Linked DNA regions of Danio rerio: region 1 is linked to region 2. A link is a contact called in public HiCAR-type data. All regions are on one chromosome and are shown on one strand. Each heading gives the region's core, a stretch centred on a gene start, on an enhancer-like site or on the middle of the called end of the contact. The rest is flanking DNA. Distances are from core to core; before and after follow the strand shown. Region 1 holds the start of arhgap46b (Rho GTPase activating protein 46b). Region 2 holds the start of phf20b (PHD finger protein 20, b).

Region 1 (3,432 bases), core at 100-2,599, 160 kb after region 2:
TGGCATTGCAACATGATTAATAAAACATGTCAAAATCCATCCTATTAACTCCATAAAAGCCGACACCTGGAAAACGACACTGGACCAGCCTACAACAGCCGCGTCACATCTGTTCATCAATCTGCCCCCTAATCAATCTATCGATGCTCTACACATCTGATCTAATATATATATTAATCATAATACAGAGGCATTTTTGATCATATAGATATCTATTATTGTATTATTATTATCTATTATATATCTATTATTATCATATTATTATAATATGTATACAGGTGTATACATTTTAGCTATCCTGCAGCCATAAATGTTAACCTGAACTACAGTTTGGATTTCGATATGGTTTTGTTCAATATTTGTTTTTTATTTTTGGATGTGATATATACATTTTAATATGGTTTACAAAACAAGGTGGAAGGTGGTTTAGCAGTTATAAAGCTAATTTATCACAATTACAGCATCTTGCTCAATGTCACAAGAGTACAAAGTGTGGATTATGTTGATAATATGCAGCTTTATGCTGACATTTCTACACAAATTCAGGTTTTTTTTCAGACTATATAAAATAACAAAAATAATGAAAGCAGATTCTCTAAAAGAATTATGTTTTACTTATATTTTTGTATGTAGACTTACTTAATATTGAGTTATAGTAACTTGTTTAACTTATTTAATAAGATTCTGTCATTATAGAGTTGATGATTATAGCATTTTAAAACAACATTGCGCAATCAAGTTTAATTTTTATACACTTAATATGTAAATAATTTTAATAAGATAATGGCATAACAGGGTTGACAATTGACAAGTTTAATAAAATATAAAAAAATAAAATGAAAATTTAACAGAAAAAAATCATAGTTTAAAATAAGTACATTTTAATTTTTGATTTTTTAAAATGCCAGGGATGCTGTCAGTTGTGCATTTGTCAAGTTATTATTTACTTGTTAATGACTAAACAAAAGACTTCCAGATCTTAAGTTAGTTTATCAATCAAATAAATCAAACAAACCACTTTAAAATCGGACAGCAACTTCACAACCAGCTTTCAGTGAACTTTGACCGTGCAAACATTTGTGCGAACATCACAACCCGTCCACAGCACTTCATAAACACAACAGTATCACCTGCATTGCATTTCATCAAAACATCCTAATAATGTGACACCAGGACCCTCGTAACAACCAACAAACATAGTTTGATGTTTAAAGCTCCTCTCGCGACTCAGAGCTGAATTGAACGTTTATCCCCAACTCTTACCTTCTGTCAGCCATGTTCCTCACATTGTTTGTAGTAACGAGAGTGAAAACGGAGAGATGTGTCCTCTGGCAGTAACAGGCTGTGAATGTGGGCTTCAGGCTTTCTGTCCCGCTGGAGAGTTGGGGCAGACAGTAGAGAGTAGGTTATTATTCCTCCGCCCTCCAGTAACCTGAGCTCTGCTGCAGCCTGCTGGACTTTCGCCGGGATGAATGAGCGCAGTTTGGGGAAAAGCGTCCTCTGCTGGACAGTTTGCAACGAGTACTGTAAGCATACATAGCTACATTACCGCAAGTATGGCAAGCTGTGATGTTATTGTTTAAATAAATCTACAACTAATTTTATTACCTGCTAATATTTTTCCACTATGTTCTTCTAGTACTTATTCGTTGACACATTCACATCTAGAACTCATTCCTCATTCCTTTGGCTTAGTCCCTTTATTCGTCAGAAGTCGCCACAGCGGAATGAACCACCAACTTATTCAGCATGTTTTACTCAGGGGATGACCTTCCAGCTGCAACTAAGTACTGGGAAACATCCATACACACACATTTACACACATTCACACACATACACTACGGCCAATTTAGTTTATTTAATTCACAAGAGCATGTCTTTGGACTGTGGGGGAAAATGGAAATGGTGCTAACCATTGAGCCACCGTGTCCTGGAACTCATTTATGTTATTTTACTATGTTATGCTACTTTACATTTAACAATGACTAGGCCATACAGAGTGGAATAAAAATGTATATCTTGCTTAATATAAAAGAATACACCTCACTCAAAAATTACTTTTGCTGTTTGTTTAAACTACTTATATAAATGAGTTGAAATCACACAATTCTTACGTTTCTGGAACAACTTAATTGTTTTAGGTTCAATCAACTTAAATTTGTAAGAACAATGAAGTTAACTCAATCCATTTGTGTTGGGAAAACATGAAGGAATTGTGTGGAATCCAGCATTTCTTACAGTGCTCCAATTTGCATACATAATTATTGGAAGTGTCAAAGTTAGTCTTTCATCTCAAAACAAATATGGATATCCACTTTGTTTATATAGCATATCTCTGAAGACTAACGGCACAATAAAACAATCAATAGTCCGTTCACAAGACATGAGAGAATAAGACGTATTGTTAAAAATTGTTAAAATAAAAAAAGTTATTTATTTAACCCAATGGTTCAGTTTAAAATATTTGGTGCTATTGGGTTATTCTTAACCTATTATTGTGTAATTTATTAATTACTCAACCACTTTGGTTAAACACTCAATATATATATATATATATATATATATATATATATATATATATATATATATATATATATATATATATATATATATATATATATATATATATATATATATATATATATATATATATATATTTGTTAACTTTTTTCGATTTGTGTTGGGACAACATGAATAAAGTTTGTGGAACCCTGCAATTTTTTTTTTTTTTACAGTGAATGGTGCTTTGTTGGGTTATTTTTTATCATTTTTTGGGTTATATATGTAAAGTTAATTTCATAACCCAATGTATTGTTGTGGACCCATAACTGGGAAGGTGCTATAAAAATCTTTAGTTGGGATATATTTTAGGGTATTGTTAACCCTTTTAACTGAGCAGTTATTTCTAATAAGATAACAAATCAAATGTGAAAGATAATCAAACATATTATTTCATAGCTCTGAAAATAATCAACTGGCTCTTGGTGCAATAATTAATGTTTTAAAAATAATTTTAAAACAAATATCACAGTCAAACTATGGTCACTGTAGCAAAATCATGTTGAATTTGTGGATTAACCATGCACTTTTTTTTTAAGTAACTCAAAGTTTATGGCATACTACAATTTATTCATTAAATACAAGTTCCTATTCATTATATACTAGAACTTGTACCTGTTAAGCAGAGAATGGTACTAATTTAGTACTTGTTATACGGTAACACTTTATAATAACAGCACACTATTAATCATTTACGAAGAATTAGCAAATAATGAATTCACCATCTGTTAAGCATTAACTCTACATTATTAGATGTTAGTAAGCAGTTTATAACTGCAGATACAAATGCTCTTTTCTTGACTTACAAGTACAGCTAATGTGCTTAATAATTGTGTTTTCATACTTTACAGAAGTTATTATTTTTTCATGACT
Region 2 (3,208 bases), core at 581-3,080:
AGTTAATTACATTGTTCAAAACATTACTTTTAGGACACTAAAAGTTTATACCAAAAACATTATATTAGTATTATTATTAATTTAATTTGCAGTAGTAGGCCTAGTATATAATATACTATAGTGTATATATATATATATATATATATATATATATATATACTATAGTGTATATATATATATATATATATATATATATATATATATATATAGTATTTATCTGATTATCCACAACAGGAAATACTGTGTTTGCTTTTTAACTACCGGTAATAATAATATGTTATATATACTGACCATTAAATTTAACATCATTTTAGCACAGAAGCAAACATTTAACAGTAAGTAAACACCGTTCCCCAATCTCTAAAGTGTATTTTGCCTCTCAGTAGTTTATTTTTAGAATTACTGGACTGAAACGTAATATTATGGAAAGATATGAGGATAAGTTAACGATGACATAATTCTTATTATGTGTGTCCTTTAAGCACTTTTTCCAAGTCTGCTAAAAGAATTGGAGAAAACATTAAGATTTAAGTGGCCAGTTTGAAGAGGGAAAAGGGAAGTGAACATTGTAGCACTAAATACATTTATACATAATCATTGGAACGTTAATAATAAAGAAAAACTCATTACGAACAAACAAATCAAATGCTTGTCATCATCATCATCATCACATAAAAGCGCGTCCGCGTCTTTTAAGTTTCATAATCGCCTCGCGTGCTCATCTAGTGCTGCGCGCGCAACCGCCGGGCTCGTGTCCGTCCTCGTGGATCGACACGTTCCTACAGGACGCATACATTCTCGATACGTCATAATCGCGGGAAACCGGCACATTCGATTAAATCCACGCATTCACCGTCTCCTAATTTCTATCACTTAACGGGCACGCGCGTCGAGAATAGCTGGCACGCTGCGTGACGCAAATGGCGCGCAATACGTTTCCTCCTCGTTGTTTACATTGTCAGGCCAGCGGCTCATCTTCCCATGCCTGTCATAACAAGTCATAATCAGTGCATTGAACAGCCATGACTGAAAATAAACACCAATTTGATAATACATAAGGCAATATCAACGAAAATGAGTGAATTCAGGCGTTTGACTTTTCCTCCACTTCGCAAGCGAAGAAAACGTGGGTGCAACGTTGTCTGCGAACTTGACGTTGCGAACTGACAGAAGCAAACACAGATGCTATGCTAGACGATTTGAATGTAAAGACAATGAGTCGAGCTCTTGAATAAAGTATATTTAATTAGCTTGACATTTTAAATGCCTATTTTGACGTTACATTGTTCAGTTGCCGACAACGGTGCGCAACAACAGCAAAGCGTGTGATTGGTTCGGAGCCTTGTCTGACGCTGCTTGCAGCGCTCTGATAGGGCTTCGCGCCTGTCAATCAAAGCTGACACTCAGCGGCCTCCGCTCGGCCTACTCCTCGCTGCATGGGACTACCATAATGATGAGTCGAACAAAAGTCTTCCAACGGTCCAAGAAGCGCTAAATGTGCATTCATCACGACCTATCAAATAAGCATGACTGTAACTGCCGACAATTTTCATTAATTACCTATTTGACAAAATCACTTCCACGGCTCCCATTACCATCAAACGGGGAACACATGCACGGAGGCAAGTTTCGTTTTAACAGAGTAGCATCATCACATTAAAATGATCAAATTCACAATTCCTACAAACTAACCGCCGGAGACAGCTGCTTATTCGTTTGCAGTATATAAACACAGCCAGCATTACCTCTATTGCAGATGAATGTACTCCGAAACCGAAGAAAGCGAGTCCAAATGCGCCGAGAGTGCATTAAGTCGCATGCTTTGAGAGCGCCTTCATCCACGCAGTTTGTTTTCTCCGGCGCGAGCAGCGAGGCCGGTGTCCACGAGGTGGAGTCTGTCTGCGCAGGCGCGTCCTCTCTGTTTCTCGCACTTTCATAAGCTGTTTGAGTCATTGAGCCTGTTGGAGAGACGCTTTTCACTGTGAGTTTGAGTTATGTGGACTTTCTGAGGAATTCTCTGATTACTATTAGACAACGAGTTAAAGTATGCTATTATTTTTTTACTATAAAATACAAATTAGTAAATTATTACGTTATAGGCTATGTTTTCCCCTTTTGTATAGCGACTACTAAAATACATTCAGGAACAAACTTACTTCCCCCAAATATGATTTTGTTTTTAGTAACCTTACATAATTAGATGCTTTCTTGATCTTAAAGAGACAGTTCACCCAAAACTTAAAATTTCATTTATTTAATCATCATATGTTGACAAATGTTCATTTTGGGGTGAACCATCTATTTAATTTAAAACAAATGACATATTTGAGTGACACACAGCCACTGCTTAGGAAATCACAGCTGAAATTCGGAATTAAGCTTATAGTACTGAGATATTGTAACAGCTTTTTATGTGACACTCTTTTTCCATCAGTAAATTTGTTTATAACTCGTCCCACATTTGCTGAGGCAGACAATGCTCAATATATTATTCTTTAGTCCTTGTGCAGTGTTCAAAATTACCCTTTTGTTATGTTAGGGAGGAAAACATCTAGTAAATTAAACTGCTTTAAAAATGCATCAGATAAATATTTTGTTTAATTTTAATTTTTTTATTTTTTTTGCATAAATCTGTTAATCAACCTCAGTCCTGATAAAAACTATTAAATTGTTTAGAAAATTACAGGAATTATTTAACTATTTAATTGCCAAATTCATAAATGATGTCACTGATTTGGTGAAAAACAAACAAAATGATAAACTTTCAATGTAAAAAGTAATTCTGGACTGAATTTTAAAATCTTTTATCACAGTCTTGGACATGTAAATGATTACTATATATTTTTATAGTTTATGCAACTTATTATTTAGGCATACACTCTCAGAAATAAAGGTACGATAGCTGTCACTGGGGTGGGACCTTTTTAAAAGGTACACATTTGAATTTAAAGGGTCCATATTGATACCTCAAAAGTACCTAAGAAATTTAAGAGAAACACTTTTGTACTTTTTAGGTACTAATATGTACCCCTAAGGTATAAGTATCTTTTAGGTACACATTTGTACCTTTTGAAAAGGTACCACCCCAGTGACATTCTCCTTTATTTCGGAGAATGTATAGTAATGGTTACTATATATGTTAATACATGCTTTATGTAAAAAAAAAAAAAAAAAAAAAAAAAAAAAAAAAAAAAAAAAAACTTCTTGC

Evidence for each region. HiCAR-type assays count read pairs that join an accessible place to other places.
Region 1: a contact with region 2 is called in a HiCAR-type map of caudal fin, with 7 times the contacts expected there. The contact joins the promoter of arhgap46b here to the promoter of phf20b in region 2. A contact is called at or near these places in 1 of 18 Hi-C or Micro-C datasets (caudal fin) and 2 of 4 datasets of contacts at active chromatin or transcription factors (caudal fin and embryo).

The regions. Positions count from the first base shown.
Region 1 is chr23:16,739,039-16,742,470 of GRCz12tu, forward strand. It overlaps arhgap46b (Rho GTPase activating protein 46b), which reads right to left and starts at 1,350. Exons shown (of 12, transcript XM_073939563.1): 1 at 1,264-1,350. The coding sequence starts at 1,277.
Region 2 is chr23:16,576,975-16,580,182 of GRCz12tu, forward strand. It overlaps phf20b (PHD finger protein 20, b), which reads right to left and starts at 1,831. Exons shown (of 18, transcript NM_001004114.1): 1 at 1,746-1,831.